Linked DNA regions of Pan troglodytes: region 1 is linked to region 2. The links are chromatin contacts, called in public Hi-C maps. All regions are on one chromosome and are shown on one strand. The core of a region is the stretch at or near the end of the contact, and the rest is flanking DNA. Distances in the headings are between cores, read along the strand shown.

Region 1 (4,930 bases), core at 187-2,686, 420 kb after region 2:
ACTAGATCCTCTGACACTCCTGGCATGCATTCATCAATTCAGAACCTCCCTTTCGATAATCTGGGTTTGAAACCAGCAAGAAAGTCATGGAGTTTCATTTTAAGTTTCCCCATTTTGTGGTACACAAGCCCCTCCACAGCCTAGCCCACCCTCATTTTTTGCTATAAGCATTCCTGACCCCTAGGTTTCTGCCAGTCAGAGTGGACAGTCCCCTCTCTCTGCCTTGTCCCATGGCCATCCATCCCAATATTTAAAAAAAAAAAATCTCCAAGCCATTTGGTACTGTTGTTCCCTCCATCTAGAATTCTCTGGCCCACGAGGTCAGATCCTGTCCATTCCCCAACACCCAGCTCGAACGCCACGCCCTCACGGGTTGGAGGAGAAGGGGGTTAGTCAGGAGCAAGCCCTTCTCAGAAATCCTACAGTTCTTTGCCTGAACCTATTTTGGGACATTAATCTCTTCCTACCCGCTCTGTGAGTGATTTTTGTTGTTGTTTAAGAGTTATCTTTGCCCTTAAGAGTTATTTTTGTCCTCGTTTTACGGATGGGATTTGGGTTCCTCCAGGTAAGACCTACCCTCCTCCACCCCCAAATCCTCCTGGTACCTGGATGTAGCCTAAGAAGAATTGTCCTATGAATGAAGAATAAATTAAGATTGGGTTTGCAATTGACGCCAGCAGAAGCAGAAATGGGCTAGGTTGAGCACCAGGCAAGACAAGCTGACGATCAGGGTACACATCTTGAATCAGAAACCCTGGGCACAGACCAGCAGTCTGCGTGGTAACAGGCCCTCCGAGTTATTCTGATGACACTCGAGTTTGAGAACCAGGGCGGTCTAGCCAAAAGCCTGCAGTACACCCCTTCCCCTCTCTCGCAGCTTACGACCTTGACCCTGGGCTCTGGGGGCTTCCGCCGAGGAGGGAGGAGGGCACAGGCGGTCACTAAGGAGGGCGGGAGTGGAAGGGGTGAGCCTGGAAGAGAAAGTGCGAGGATGCGAACAGAGGGATGGAGCGAAGGAAGAGGATCAGAAGGAGGAAAGGAAGGTAGCGGGGAGGGCACAGAAGTGGGGAGGGAGGGAGTGGAGGAGGGACTGGCACCCCGCACGGTGGCATCTTCCAGAAGGTCATGCCTCCGTCCCCACGTCTTTCCAGGGCCGGTTCTCCCCGGTGGGGCCCGGGGTCTTGGAGACCAGTCTGTGCAGCCTGCCCGGCACCAGCGTGAGCCCCGGGACCCCGGCCTGGCGTCCCCCACGCCCGCGCCCCCGCGCCACTACCTGCTCCTGCTGCGGGGGGGCCTCCAGCACCGGCGCTGCCTTCCGCGCCGCCGCCCCCGCGGCCATGCCTGAGCCACTGTGCCTTCTCCAGGGCACAGCGCCTGCCGGGGAGGGTCCCGCAGAGTCCGCAGAAGGAGGCGCCGCGGGGCCTCGGGAGCCGAGGGTGAGAGCCGGATCTGCGGCGGCGGCGGAGCGGCGGCCCTGCCCGGGTTGTGCGGGGCGGGAGATGGGAGCCTCCCGGCACGCCCCGCCTCCGCCCCCTGCACGCTGGCCAGCGTCCTCCCCAGCAGCGGCCTCGAGGTCCCGGTCGCCAGCACCCCCGGTTCCTTCAGGACCTCAGGCCTCCCATTCAGCCAGCCATTGTCGCCGATAAAGCGTCCTGAGCCCTACCGGCTGCGTGTGGCGGGAAGCCCGGTTTTGTTACCGGGCGGCAGGACTGGAGGAGGGGTCAGAGGTGGGTAGGGAGAGAGAGGGGAGTAGAGGAGTGAGAAATGGCGGTGGGGGGGCGAGGGGTGCTGGGGAGGAAGAGAAGAGAGAGAGAGAGTTTCCTCTCCCTCAGAGGTGTTTATTAGGAGGCAGGAGTTCGGGTGGCTGTGCAGATACAGACTTACCTCAGTTATCTGTGCTTCCTCCAAAGATGATGGAGAGAAACTCCAATCTAGGGAGAGCGCAGACCATCTTGGCCCCTATGCTGCTCCAGGCCATGCAGGGCCCCTGCGACGCAAGCATCTTGCCTTTGCCCCTCTACCTCCAGGGTCTCCCCTCCCGCCTTTACAACTTAGGCCTAAGCCTGGCTTCAAGGTTGAGAACAAGCTGGAACGTTTAGGCAAGCCTTTAGAAATACCTGGGTGTTGAAAAGAGGAGCACAGAATTAGATGATGTGTCCTACGAAATACGGCTTACCCCTTTCCAGTTTGTGATGGCTTGTATTTGTCAACACCAAAAAGGAGGTGAACGGACCAAGATGGACATTTCTCTGCCATTGTGGAACGTAGAGCCTAACAGGGGATAGAGAAAAATAAGCATCTAAGTACAATTTATCACGGATGGTGCCTTGGTTTTCCAGCCTTAACTGGGCATCAGAATCCTATGGAGGAATGCTGAGTTTGTTAAAACTCAGAGTGCTGGCCAAGCACAGTGGCTGATGCCTTTAATCCCAGCACTTTGGGAGGACAGGGCGGGCGGATTGCTTGAACCTAGGAGTTTGAGACCAGCCTAGGCAACATGGTGAAGCCCCATCTCTATAAAATATACAAAAGTGAGCTGGGCGTGGTACACCTGTAGCCCCAGCTACTCAGGAGGTTGAGGCTGGAGGATCGCTGGAGCCCGGGAGGTTCAGGCTGCAGTAAGCCGTGATGGAACCACTGCACTTCTGCCTGGACAACAGAGCGAGACTCTATCAAAAAACAAAACAAAAATCTTCAGATTGCTGGAGTTGAGCCCTAGAGTTTTTAATATAGTAGGTCTAGGGTGGGGCCTGAGCATTTGTCTTTTGAACAAGTTTTCAGGTGCCGCTGGGGCTGTTACCTACATCTGAAGACTACCTTGTAGCATGATCAGAGTGTGTTGGAAAGAGTGTCTGAGATGGAGAGAACAGCGGACGCAAGGGCCAGAATGCTGGAGAAGGCATAATGAATTGGAGAAATAAAAATCATGGTTAACATTGATAGAATGCTTACCGTGTGCCAGGTGCCGTCCTGAGCACTCTACCTGTGTTAGCTCATTCAGTCTTCCTGACAATCCTGTGAGGTGGGCATTGTGACTGTCCGTGTTTTACACGGGAGAACACTGAAGCACAGAGAGGTCCAGAAGTTTGTTCAAGTTTTGAAGCTAATAGGTGGGGCAGTGGGAATTTGAACCCAGACAAAACTGACTTCATGGTCTGGGTTCTTAATCTCTCAAGGAAGTAGCTGCGAAGGTCAGCAAGGGCCAGATCCACGTAAATCATATTAAACAGTTTGGACTGTAGCCTCAGGAGAATGAGAAGCCATTACCGAGTTTTAAGCAAGAAAATGACAATACCAGACTTGCCTTTTGGCTTCAAGAGTGGGGAAGAGGGCTATGACTATGACTCAAGACAGAGAGACCAGCCAGAAAGCTATTGCTGTAGTTTCAGCTCTAAGGATGACAGTGGCCTTGGTGGTGAGAGTGTGTGCAGGGACAGAGTGGAGGGGAGATGGAGAGATGTGTTTGGGGATGGGAGATCTAGGTAATAGAATCTACTGTACTTGACTCATCTCCAAGGATGGTGCCCAGGCATGTGGCTTGGGCAGTCTAGCATTTGGGCAGACAGTGCTGCCATTGCTGAGAATGGGAACATTGAAAGAGCAGCAGATTTGGGGACACAAAAATAGTGGGTTCATTTGGACATGTTACTTCTCTACCTATCTTGTGGCCTGCCTTCATGTGGCAAGAGCCATTTTTTCTCTCCAGCCCAGGATATCCTCACATTCATCTAGATTCTCCCAAGGCAGCAAAATAATAAAATGAAAATAGTCCATATGGAGATAGATGTTCCCTTTCTATAAAATTCTGACCTGTTATTGTTATATAAGTCTTAGGTCCCTGATTTGAAACTCTCTCTCCTGATTGATTGGCACCAAAAAGACCCACATACTTCACTGGAGACCCATGTATGCACAAAGGTATCATCTTCCTTCTGGCTTCAGCTCAGCAATCATATCAGAATAAAACTCAAAAAGTGCATTTCTTCCCCATCAGTAATGATGGCTTTGCTCTAATCTATCCTCCTCTTATACCTGGTTTCTTCTATGATCAAATTGCAGATATTCAGAATGAATATTTAATTTCCCAGTCAGTTAGGCAATGCTTTCTGGAGTAGTTCACTGAAACAAGGTTAATTAATTTGAAATTTTGTTTTCCAAATCAAATGGTTGGCGGCTGACTCTGTCTTCTGTCCTGGAATAGATGAACTGTATTCTGCTGCTTAACACTAATCTCTTCAGCATTTTAGCTGTAGTCTGTGCATCCTCCTTCATGTCCCGCAATATAGAGTCCTGAGGTGGTTTTAATGATGTAATGGAAGAAATTAGCTAATGTGGTAAATGCGTTTGAGAAACAAGGTGGGGTCAAGAATCACTAGTCAGTTGATTGTCATATTTGGTGCAGGAATCAACAGACTCAAGGAACAGAATGGGCACATACATTTATGGAAAACTAGTTTCATGAGAGGAGTAGCAAATCAGCAGAAAAAAATAGATTATTTAGTAATTGGTTTATCCATAAGAAAAAAAAATTATACCATACCAGCACAAAACTGGTGGTTAGAAAGCAAAAGTTTATCTAAAAGAATGTTTTTATGGTCTCAAGATAAGAAAAGATATATTAAACAAGACTCACAAAGAACAAATGGCAAAGAAAAAAGTCTGCCTGTATTAAAATGAAAAATTTCTGTACAACAGAAACTTGCTGTTAAAAAAGAGGCAAGCCATGAACCAGAATATATTTGTATATATCTCATTGACAAAGGACTAGTACTCAGAATAAGTAGAACTGCTAGAGATTAATTTTTAAAAAGCGTAGATCAATAGAAATGGGCAAGGGATATAAATCAATTTGTATAAATAAAATTATGAGACTTTAAAAATAATTTTAAGGGAATTAATGATTGAATTTATTAATATGTGGATTAATTCA
Region 2 (5,515 bases), core at 2,473-4,972:
TTAATGTTATACTCTCTTGGCCATAGGGATACTTGCTGGGTGAGTGTAGACCCACAGGCACCTGGAGTCACCCTGGAACTCAGACTCCCCCCAGGCTTGTGCTAAAAGAGGGCACCAGAACATGAGTTGTTCAGGGAATAACAAATAGTCTGATATGGCAAGAACACAGAATTTCTCAAGAAGAAATTACTGATGAGGCACCGTTATAAAGAGTATGTTACTGTGCCTGTTCTTAAGGAGTTTACATTCCAGATGGAAAGATTAAAAGAATAACTATAAAACAGGGAAAATTAAAGAGCCATGGAGAAGGGTTAATAAAGTATAATGGAAGTTCCATGTTATCACATAGCTGATGGGGACAATCCTCTTTACGCCTGTGTCCTAGCATAAATAGGAATAGCATTCCCTTCTGTTCTCAGAAGTGTCTCAGTTCGGATGATAAATTATATATTCACTAGACACCAGTCTTTCTCAACCTTTTTTCTCATTACCATTCCCATAAAGAACCTTTTTAGATGTTTTTTCCCTGTTCACAATGCCATCCCCAGTCCCATGAAATTTTAATACCAGAGATATACTGTACATCTGTTTACGTACTGAGAGCCACAAACCACTGGAGCACAAACCATCTAAGATCTTTTTGTCTCCCAGGAACCCATTTTGATGTCATCCCATTGAGAATGACGCCCTACCCAAATGACATGATTGCATTGTCATTTCTAACTCAGAAGCTGTGTTGTGACTGACAGGTTGATAATGTTTACTATTTCTTCCTTAAAATTTTGTTAAATAAGCAGGTGGCCATTGGCTTGAAGCTGTCTCCACACTTTGAGTTCCTACCTAAGGAATTGTAAGGAACTGCAACCTAACGTGGTACACAAACAGAAAACCAAGCATGGTGTATAACAAACCCCCAATTCTCAGCCAATCACAAGTAGCTGAGCTTCAGCCCACAGGCTGCCGACAGTGGCCAAATAATTCAAACAAGGAGCTGTAATCAGTCAAGCTATTTCTGTAACTCACTTCCCTTTTCTGTCTATAAAAAACTTCCTGTTGGCTAGGCATGACTCACACCTGTAATCCCAATACTTTGGGAGGCTAAGGCAGGAAGATTGCTTGAATCCAGGCGTTCTAGACCAGCCTAGGCAAGATAGGGAGACACCATCTCTATGGAAAATTTTTAAAAAATTAGCCAGGCATAGTTATGCACATCTGTAGTCCCAACTACTTGGGAGGGCAAGGCAGGAGAATCCCTCGAGCCCTGGAGTTCTAGATTGCAGTGAACCATGATTGTGCCACTGCACTCCAGCCTGGGTGACAGAGTGAAACCCTGTCTCAAAAAAACAAAGCAACAACAACAAAAAACCTCTCTGGCCACGTTGCCGAGAGGAACTCATTTGTCTAAAGTTTTTCTTTTAAAATTTTCTCCTCTCTTGGTTTTGCATTCTCCTACTTCTTTTCCTACATTGCAGACTTTTTCCTCAGTCTCTTCCAAGTGACTTGACTTTGTTTTCCTATTTCCTTTATAAGCTCCTCCTGCCAGGCACGGTGGCTCACGCCTGTAATCCTAGCACTTTAGGAGGCCAAGGCGGATGGGTCGCCTGAGATTGGGAGATCGAGACCAGCCTGGCCAACATGGTAAAACCCCATCTCTACTAAAAATACAAAGATTAGCCGGGGGTGGTGGTGGGCGCCTATAATCCCAGCTACTCAGGAGGCTGAGGCAAGAGAATCGCTTGAACCTGGGGGTTGGAGGTTGCAGTGAGCCAAAATCATGCCACTTCACTCCAGGCTGGGCAAAAGAGCGAAACTCCAACTCTAAATAAATAAATAAGCTGCTCCTATAGGTCATGCTTTTCAGAATGTCAAGGAAGGGGCATCAGAAGGTTATCTGAAGTTTGAGGTATTTGTACTGAAAATGCAAAGGAACCAGAGGCAGTAGAATGTGTCTTCTTTCCTAGGTGGTGATTCCCAGGTCTGGTTGATCAAGACTGCAGTGCACACCAGGAACCTCAGAGAACTGTCACAGCAGCTCTCAGTGACACTTAGGGTACAGATGCAGCTTAAGTGACCAACCCTTTTTTATATCCATTTAGCACTCATTTTTCCCAAAAGAAGACCTGTTTGGGTCAATTTGTTACTGTCCCAGGGCAGGCTTTTGCACTGTGTCGCTTTAGAGGCAGGGGCGGAGGAAAACTTGGGACTGTAACATCAGTACTGCACAAAGCCCTCTTCCGTATACAGCATAAGCACTATTCTATAAAATCCCCAGCAAGCCCTTGTTTCCTTGCAGTCAGCTCCTTTTCTGCTGATTCTGCCCATTGCTCCCTTGCAACGTATTTTCATGCTTTCTCTAATGATTCTGCCTTTCTTTACTTACAACTGCCTTGGTAAATTTTTCTGCCACAGCGCCACTGGCCTCAGATAGTCACCACTCACCTGCAACAAGCCTGAGAGCCAATTAAGACAAGGCTTTCCCCAAATAGCACAAATTTATATACCACTACTGTAGTTACTTAATGTACTCATTTATCATTTTAAAATTACCTTATGTACCATCAATTACATGGTATAACTCTTACAGGAAAAACCAAATTAATGGAACGCTGCAATTCAATGTACCCCTTCCTCTGCCTCCAGCAGAAGCAACAGGGGACATAAATTCCAACTTTAGATGCTACTCTTATAGCATCTACAAGACTTACTATACTGTGTGTGTGTGTGTGCGTGCGTGTGTGTGTGTGTTACAGAGTCTCACTCTGTGTGTGTGTGTGTGTGTGTGTGTGTGTGTTACAGAGTCTCACTCTGTCGCCCAGGCTGGAGTGCAGTGGCGGGGTCTTGGCTCACTGCAACCTCTGCCTCCTGGGTCCAAGCGATTCTCCTGCCTCAGCCTCCCGAGTAGCTGGGATTGTACAGGCGCCCGCCACCACGCCTGGCTAATTTTTGTATTTTTATTAGAGATGGGATTTCACCATGTTGGCCAGGCTGGTCTCAAACTCCCTACCTCAAGTGATTTGCCCGCCTCGGCCTCCCAAATTGCTGGGATTACAGGTGTGAGCCACAGCGCCCGACCGTACTTCTTACACCTAAAAATGGTTCAAAACACCATAGAATAATTTTCAAAATAATTGAATTCTGAGTTAAAATTTTTCAGCACTTTCAGGGGCCTGAGCTTTTGCTATGAATCTGGATCTATTCTCAAGCCATGAAGTAGCGTATTTTTGACCATGTTGATTTGAAATTCATTCCGTTGTTTCCTTCTTTTTTAAAACCTAAGGGAAAAACAAACAGACATACACAGGATTTGAAAAGCTGGAAAGCAGTGGGTAGCGGCTGGGGTTAAGATGAGGGGTCAGATTAGAAGACGAGAAAGGAATCCAGTCCGCCCCAGACAGGACAAGTCCGGAAGGATGGAGGCAGCGTTTCCTTCCTCAACAGCCTAAACGCCTCTATTTTTTACATCCAAACTTAGGCCATATTTCTGCGGCGCCAAGAAAACGCAGTAAAAGCAAAGGCAAGATGTCCTTAAAAAAAAAAAAAGGTCACATTCACAGAATACCGAGGAGTCGGAGGCAGCTCTGCAACCCGTCCACTGAGACGCGGACACGCTCCCCCCAGCCCCGGCCCCAGGCCCGCGCCCCTTCCCCCGCCGGCGGCTCGGATGGGTCGCTAGGGGTCGCTGCGCGCCGCGCGGGCGAGGACCGGCCTTTCCCCCACCTCCACCGTCTCGCTGCTCCGCCCCCGCGGCGTAGTCGGCGCCAAAATCAAACGCGTCGTGGCCTGTCCCTCCCCTCTCCCCAAGCGCGGGCCCGGCCAGCGGAAGCCCCTGCGCCCGCGCCATGGTAAGGACTGAGGCTACGGTCCCGCGTCTTCTTCCTCCCTAGTGTGTGGGCTTCGCCGCCCCTCGGCTGCATGTGGATCCCGGCCTGGCGTTGACCGCCATTCCGGGCCTCACCGTGTAGGCGCCCGGCCCGGCCCCGCCGCAGCCACTCCGCACTCTGCGGCGTTCCCCGCCGCTCCCGTCCGGAGTCCCGAGGCGCGGGGGCATCCGCGGCCTCCCCGCCGGCTGCACCCCGCGTCTGTCCCCAGGGCCCGTTCGGGCGGGTTAGGTTAGAACGCGGGAAGCGTTCGCGAACGTGACCCGAGAACTTCACCAACCTGGATTTATCTGAAAGACCACGGGGCCCTTGAGAACCTGCGCTCCCTACGCCTCCAGCTTCGGCCCCGCGTGGTGTAGCCCCCCCCATTAAGAACGGGGAGAGAAAGCGCAAGTGGGCGGGAGGGACTGCGGGGAGCGAACGTCTTGATCCCAAAGCGCACTCCTGGTTTGTCACCATTGAGTGGTTTTCTGTATTGTAATATGTAGAGCACATTCCAGAACTGCTCAGTTTCGAGTTACCTAATGGATCTTCACTGTGTGCCAATTAGTCGATTTCTGTGAAAACGCCCCGGTTTCTGCCAAAGGGCAGGAGTCGCTGCTCTTGTGCCGGGCGCTGCTGGTTGTGTAGGGCGCTGTTGCTTTTTTAAGGACGCTCTGCACTGAATTAGGCTTCCTCGTGGGTCATGATCAGTTAAGTCCTGGTAAGATCGGCTTTGTGAGCTTAACGTCTTTCTGCTCATCAAATCATTTTCATAAACCTTCAAAGTTTCATGCCGTTTTTTCTGCTTCAGTTGGCGAAGAATCAACATCTGGTTAAATGGATCTAAGATTTTAATATCTTCATTTACTTACGTGGCCGTTAAATGTTGCCGAGCTAAGGGGGGCAGGGTGGGACACCAGGATCCAGTTGTATGGTATTTATTTGAAGATATTTGTCCAGATGTAGTTATAAATGATAACGGCCTCTTTGTGGTTAAACTAACAACCCAGCCACCTGGGCGTAAAGTGCTCTAAGAAGCCAAACAGGACTACAGTTAAAACAAATCTGTTAGCAGTGCCCTTCTGTGTTACAATTTTTCTCTGCAGAGTTGCTGGCCTCGTATAACTGACTTGGAGAACTGTGCAGCTCAAACGCGCCTTGTCCTTTTACCTAATCTATCTCTCTACACATGAATCACCTGCTAATACTAAATGTGTTAACTCTTTAGAAGCTTACCTCCGATAATAGAGAATCCTTTTAAAAAATTAAAGCTTTTGATAAGATGTGGACTTCTATTTTTTAATATGTGATCGAGAAATAAATTTAGTGTTGGTCAAAGGTAAACTTTTGATTGTTTATGAATTAATAGCTGTTTTCATTTGGTTAGGCATCCTAAGTAAATAGTTAATGAGTTCAGGCAATTTTTGAAATTGGAGAAGTGCAGTGCTGAACTCTGAGAGCAGCAGTGATGTCTACTTAATAATTCTTCATAATTTTATCGTAATTGATTAGTAGGGCTGGCTGTAGGAATTCCATAACTTCTAACTGAGAAGGTTCCTCAGATAACATGATTTTTTAAGTGGTTTAAAATACTTCCAGAAAGCTTCATAGTCCTTGAGTCAGGTTTTGAGTCTCCTGACTTACTAATTTGAATG

The links. Hi-C and Micro-C count contacts between places; a contact is called where the count stands out from the background.
Region 1: a Hi-C map of induced pluripotent stem cells shows a contact between it and region 2, with 2.5 times the contacts expected there. The contact joins the promoter of RNF175 here to the promoter of MND1 in region 2. A contact is called at or near these places in 3 of 7 Hi-C or Micro-C datasets (induced pluripotent stem cells, lymphocytes and stem cell-derived neural progenitor cells) and 1 of 1 datasets of contacts at active chromatin or transcription factors (stem cell-derived excitatory neurons).

The regions. Positions count from the first base shown.
Region 1 is chr3:155,540,634-155,545,563 of NHGRI_mPanTro3-v2.0_pri, forward strand. It overlaps RNF175 (ring finger protein 175), which reads right to left and starts at 1,437. Exons shown (of 7, transcript XM_063809152.1): 1 at 1,274-1,437. The coding sequence starts at 1,339.
Region 2 is chr3:155,121,926-155,127,440 of NHGRI_mPanTro3-v2.0_pri, forward strand. MND1 (meiotic nuclear divisions 1) reads left to right here and starts at 3,723. Exons shown (of 7, transcript XM_054683438.2): 1 at 3,723-3,842. The coding sequence starts at 3,840.